2 separate regions of the Gossypium arboreum genome follow, and region 2 is linked to region 1. Evidence: chromatin contacts called from public Hi-C data. All regions are on one chromosome and are shown on one strand. Each heading gives the region's core, a stretch centred on a gene start, on an enhancer-like site or on the middle of the called end of the contact. The rest is flanking DNA. Distances are from core to core; before and after follow the strand shown.

Region 1 (2,823 bases), core at 160-2,659:
AAAAATAAATATAATCAGAATCTATAATAAAATTATTTAAAAATAAAAAAACATTAAATTTATAATAATTAAGTATAAATGTTATGCGTAGATAATTTTTAAATTATTTAATATTTAAGTTTGAGTTTGTATAAATATTCTACAATTTTTTCTAATTTAGTTTCGAATAAATTTTGATTATAAGTTAGTTGTATTTTATATTAAGTTTATATTTATTTTAATGGATGGGATGTATATTATTAGTGATTGTATTCTTAGACTTCTTCAATAATAATAGTTAAAAAATAATAATACAAATTGACATAATGATAAATTTAGTTTTAATGTTTATAATATTTGTCAATTTGGTTCTTCTTATTATTTTAGCTTAATTTGTCGTTAACAATGTTAAAATAATTAAATTATATTTTAACAAAAAACTAATTAAAATGTCAATTTTTAACGATGTTAGCGTGATGGCCCACATGATAGTTTATGTGTACTTGACAGTCCAACAAATAATTTAAAATAATAAACATATTCAATTTTTTAAAAAATTGTAAAATTTCAAAAATTAGCATCAAGTACATGTGAATTGCTATACAGAGCTTCCATGTTTAAAATTAAAAATTTAAAGTTTTAATCAAGATTTTTGTTAAAAAAATATTCGACTCTTTTAAAAAGATTGATCATCAAATTCAACTTTTTATACAAAATTGAGGGCCAAATTGTTTTTTAAAAGTGGCAAAAAAATATAAAACTTAAGGGTGAAATTTATCAATTTTCCTTAAAATTCAAAATTTAACTATTTAATCAACTATTTCAATTTAACAATGGAAGTCTAATTGATATGATAGTAAAAAAAAAAAATCCCTTAAATTAGATGAGTAAGTACTTTTATATTTCATATTCAAGATTCATTACTATCCATCCTTCTAACAATGTCATCTCTAATGTTCGAACTTAAATTTTTCCCTTAAAAGTGTAATGTGCCTTAGCATTGCACCCAACCACTTGTTGATAACTTTAATTACTTTTTTCTAAAATATTATTCTTAATTTTCTATTACCAAACATGACATAAGAATTACAATGCTAGTTAAACAAGTTCTAGAAAATTAGAATTTATTAAATAAGAAAAGAGAATGTAAGTAGTGTATTAGAATTTATTAAATAACAAAAGAGAATGTTAAGTAGTGTACAAACACACCACTAACTAGTGTTAAAAACCAAGATTCAAAATAAAGATGTTTACATTTCAAATTGAACATTGGATGCATGGGATTTAAAAAAATACACATAATCGCAATCAAAACTGAAAAGACTAAATTTAAAATGTGTGAGAAGTAGAGGGAGTGAAAGCAAAAGTAGAGGGATGCACAAGGGTGGAAGAGGGAAATAACATAATTAATTAATTAGGCTTTTCTTGATATAGTTTTAAACACGACATCATCATATTAAGAGGAAATTAAAAAAAAAAAAAAAAAAGGAAAAAGGAAACCCAGCTCCTACATCACTAATATTAACCTAGCAGCTACCTTTTCATCTAAAATAAAAATAAACTCTAAATCTCGATCTTCCCTTCTTTTATAAACTTCCAATTTTATTTTTAGCCCGCTGCACAGAAGAAAAACGATAAGATTCCCGTTTTTATATGTTAAAATGATATATAAATACAATCTTGTTTAATTTTATTTTCGATCTCTGCAATTTCGGCCCTGATTGGAGAAAGATCACAAATCATGTCGAATTTGGGGTAAATTCGGCGTTTGACATTTGGGTGTGAAGGGGAAGATAATTGGAGTTAGGGATTAAGGAAAGGTCGGTCAAACGTCCTTAGCCAGGTCTCCTGAGTTTCCCGTTTTCTTGTTGCTTCTTTCGATTTCAAAAGAAGATGCTGTATTTGAAGCAGCCAAGCTCCATTATTTGCAAAGGAGGACCGATTGTGGTTTGGCAAGAATAAGGCAAATTTCCGTATTGAGGTATGGATTTTTCTCTCAACGTAAACCAAAGGTAAATAGCGAGAAAGTTCCATCGTTAGTGCATGCTCTTCTGATAAATTCCCTGAGCCTGGGGCTCGGGGGGGAGATCTGAACCTGAAATTGAAAAATAACAACGGTGAGGAAAAAGAAGGTTACCATGGAATCCTCCGCTGCAAAATATTGCTGCGATAATATTGACAATCATGAGAGCTCCTCCCAATCTCAAACTTCTACATGTATGCAGAAATTCAGACTCTACGAAACTCGATCGGTAATTTTTTCTTTCATTTCTGTTTTTTAATTTTTTTTATTGTTTATTTGTTTGCTTTGAGCTCATTGTGATATCTTTAATTTTCGTTGTTATCAACTTGATTTTGATGTAATTTTACTTAAGTAGATTTGTTTTGATGTTGAACTTATTTTTATTTTGGTGTTTGTGTACAGAACTTTTATATGATTGGAAGGGATAAGAGTAGAACTTATTGGAGAGTGTTAAAGATAGACCGGCTTGATCCTTCCGAGCTGAACATTCGGGAAGACTCTACCACGTATACAGAGAGTGAATGCTCTGAGCTGTTGAGGCGGATACATGAAGGAAATATATCCACCGGTGGATTGAGATTCGTTACAATTTGTTATGGCATTGTTGGTATGGATGTTGAAATTAGGTTATGGTTTTAGGAGACTATTAATTTTATTCAAATGTTGTTAATCTAATACGTAAAAATTGTTCCATGTTTTAGGGTTTATTAAATTTTTGGGGCCTTATTATATGCTGCTTATTACAAAAAGAAGGCAGATTGGCTCAATTCGCGGTCATAACGTATATGCGGTTTCAAAGACTGAGATGATTCCTGTCCCAA
Region 2 (2,823 bases), core at 108-2,607, 500 kb after region 1:
TTATTACTAACCAGACACAGTATATGTTCTCTGGATCTTCAGGTTGACAATGGCCTACACTTAATTTTTCAGATTCACAAATATTACCCAAGGGCGAGAGGGGAGAGGGATGGGTGGGGAGGTAATTTTCTTATTTGATATTAATATATATTTTTATTTACTTATATTTTAGTGAGACGATGACACGACAAAATTTAATTGACTGACATGCAAATAGCAACTTTAATAATGGAATCAAAATTTAATTATTCTAATAGACTAAAAATAGTTGAAATATCTATCTCAAACAAACCTAATAATTTAATTACCTCATTATAAATTAAAGTGGAATAGAAAAAAATTAATATTTTATTCTCAAATATCATTTAAGAGTTGCACTTGAATTGATTAAGATTTAAAAAGAGAAGAATAGAAAAAGGAAATTTGCTTTGTTGAATGATTGGTGAGTGCAGTAACAATGCTTCATTCTCCGCTTTTTGGAAAAGAAAACATTTGCTTAAAATCTTTAAAAAAAAAAAATTGAGTCTGTAATTACCAGCTTAACCCTTATTTAATAATTCTACAGCATTATTTTCCTTCCAAGACAAATACGATTATTACTGGCATTAAATTAAATAATTAAGTAGTGTGAAGCTCAAATAGTAAGTTTCTAAACAGCAGTTCCTGTATGTCATTTGTTTGCATTTGCAGCTTTCTTCTCTATAAATTCGGGCTGAAACTCCAGCTTCTCTCATTCCATTCTCCTTCGTTTAGTTAAACCCCTCCCTTTGGTTAGTTTCGTTTACCTGATCCTCTGTTTCTTTCTTTCTTTTACTTTCTTTGCCTTTGAATTCTCTTCATCCCCATGTTGCTCTTCTTTCTTCACCTTCTGCTTCTGAGACTTGGGCTCTAGTTTCTTTCACCAGCCAAGGAACAAAATTTCTCCACTCAAAATGTTGAAACAAAAACTCTTGTTTTCTCGACCAACAGAGGGGTTACTCTGCTTCAATTTCTATACAAAAACACTGCCATCTCCACTTAATAAATGGCTGTTCTGAGGATTTTTTGAATCAACTCCATTAATATTATCTTTCTGTTTCAATTAATGGGTATTAATTAAATAATATAAAAAAGAAGAATAAAAATAACATCTCCTAAATGTTTTGTTGCAACAAAATTAAGTTGAACAGTAACCATAGTTTGATTAACATTAAAGTCTATTCCATGTGGTTGGTGGCTTAAGGTGGTAGGTTTAGAAAAAAAAATAATGTCTTCTAGAATTGTATACGATCTATGTTGGTTTTGACTTTTTTTGGTGCTTATCCATCTCCGTTACTAATAATCATGTTACATAATCACTTACTCTGTTTTTTGCTCTATTTTTTTAGTTGGAAAAATGGCAGAGCGTGTGATCACCCGAGTACACAGCCTCCGAGAGCGTCTGGATGACACCCTTATTGCCCATAGAAACGAGGTTTTGGCCTTGCTCACAAGGTAACTTAAATATAACCCCTTCAACGATTGCTTTTCCTTTTGCAAATGCTTAGTTTTGTTGTTTTCTATTGTAGGATCGAGGGTAAGGGAAAAGGGATTCTGCAACACCATCAAATTATCCTAGAGTTTGAAGCCATCCCTGAAGAAACCAGAAAGAAGCTCGCTGATGGAGCATTTTCTGAAATATTGAGAGCCAGTCAGGTATAAAACAAACCCCCTTTTTTTTTTTTTGTTCTCTCTTATGGGTTTTATTGTGACACAAGTGTTGATTTTAGTGATATTTGTGTTGTAGGAAGCGATCGTGTTGCCACCATGGGTTGCACTTGCAGTTCGTCCAAGGCCTGGTGTTTGGGAGTATATTAAAGTGAATGTCCACGCCCTTGTTGTTGAGGAACTCACTGTTGCAGAGTATCTTCACTTCAAGGAGGAGCTTGTTGATGGAAGGTATCTTGAAAATTGTTCATTTTCTGTTTACTTCACTCGTAAATGCTCATTTTACCACTGTTTCTTTGATTTTTCTTGCAGTGCAAATGGCAATTTCGTTTTGGAATTGGATTTTGAGCCCTTCAATGCATCTTTCCCTCGCTCAACTCTTTCCAAGTCTATCGGTAATGGTGTTGAGTTCCTCAATCGCCACCTTTCAGCTAAATTGTTCCATGACAAGGAGAGTATGCACCCTTTGCTTGAATTCCTCAAAGTCCATTGCCACAAAGGAAAGGTATGCAACATAAAGCACCAGTTGCTTGTGTTTTATAGTTGAAATCTGCATATACTAAAACATAGATTTCTTAGCATAAGATTTAAATGATGGATTTAGTGTCCTGAATGTCTTAGTTGGTGTTTTTGCAGAACATGATGTTGAATGACAGAATTCAAAACCTGAATTCCCTTCAATATGTATTGAGGAAGGCAGAAGAATATCTTGGTACACTGCCAGCTGAGACACCGTACACTGAACTGGAACACAAGTTCCAGGAAATCGGTTTGGAGAGAGGTTGGGGTGATACCGCGGGGCGTGTGCTGGAGATGATCCAACTCCTTTTGGATCTTCTCGAGGCCCCTGATCCTTGCACCCTTGAGAAGTTCCTCGGGAGAGTCCCCATGGTGTTCAATGTTGTCATCCTTACTCCTCACGGATACTTTGCTCAAGACAACGTTTTGGGGTACCCCGACACCGGTGGCCAGGTTAGCCTTCTAAGCCTTGGTATAATTTGTGTATAAAACAAAGTTTATAAATGTATAAATCCTTTAACTTATTACTTATAGGTTGTATACATCTTGGATCAAGTCCGTGCCTTGGAGAACGAGATGCTCCTCCGTATCAAGCAGCAAGGACTCAACATTACCCCT

Evidence for each region. Hi-C and Micro-C count contacts between places; a contact is called where the count stands out from the background.
Region 2: a contact with region 1 is called in a Hi-C map of leaf, with 3 times the contacts expected there. The contact joins the promoter of LOC108466049 here to the promoter of LOC108479631 in region 1. A contact is called at or near these places in 2 of 5 Hi-C or Micro-C datasets (both in leaf).

What each region holds. Positions count from the first base shown.
Region 1 is chr6:118,601,353-118,604,175 of ASM2569848v2, forward strand. LOC108479631 (phosphoinositide phosphatase SAC3-like) reads left to right here and starts at 1,410. Exons shown (of 16, transcript XM_017782345.2): 1 at 1,410-2,231; 2 at 2,405-2,609; 3 at 2,704-2,823. The coding sequence starts at 2,118.
Region 2 is chr6:119,102,810-119,105,632 of ASM2569848v2, forward strand. It overlaps LOC108466049 (sucrose synthase-like), which reads left to right and starts at 1,358. Exons shown (of 13, transcript NM_001330029.1): 1 at 1,358-1,473; 2 at 1,548-1,674; 3 at 1,766-1,917; 4 at 1,999-2,191; 5 at 2,323-2,658; 6 at 2,740-2,823. The coding sequence starts at 1,376.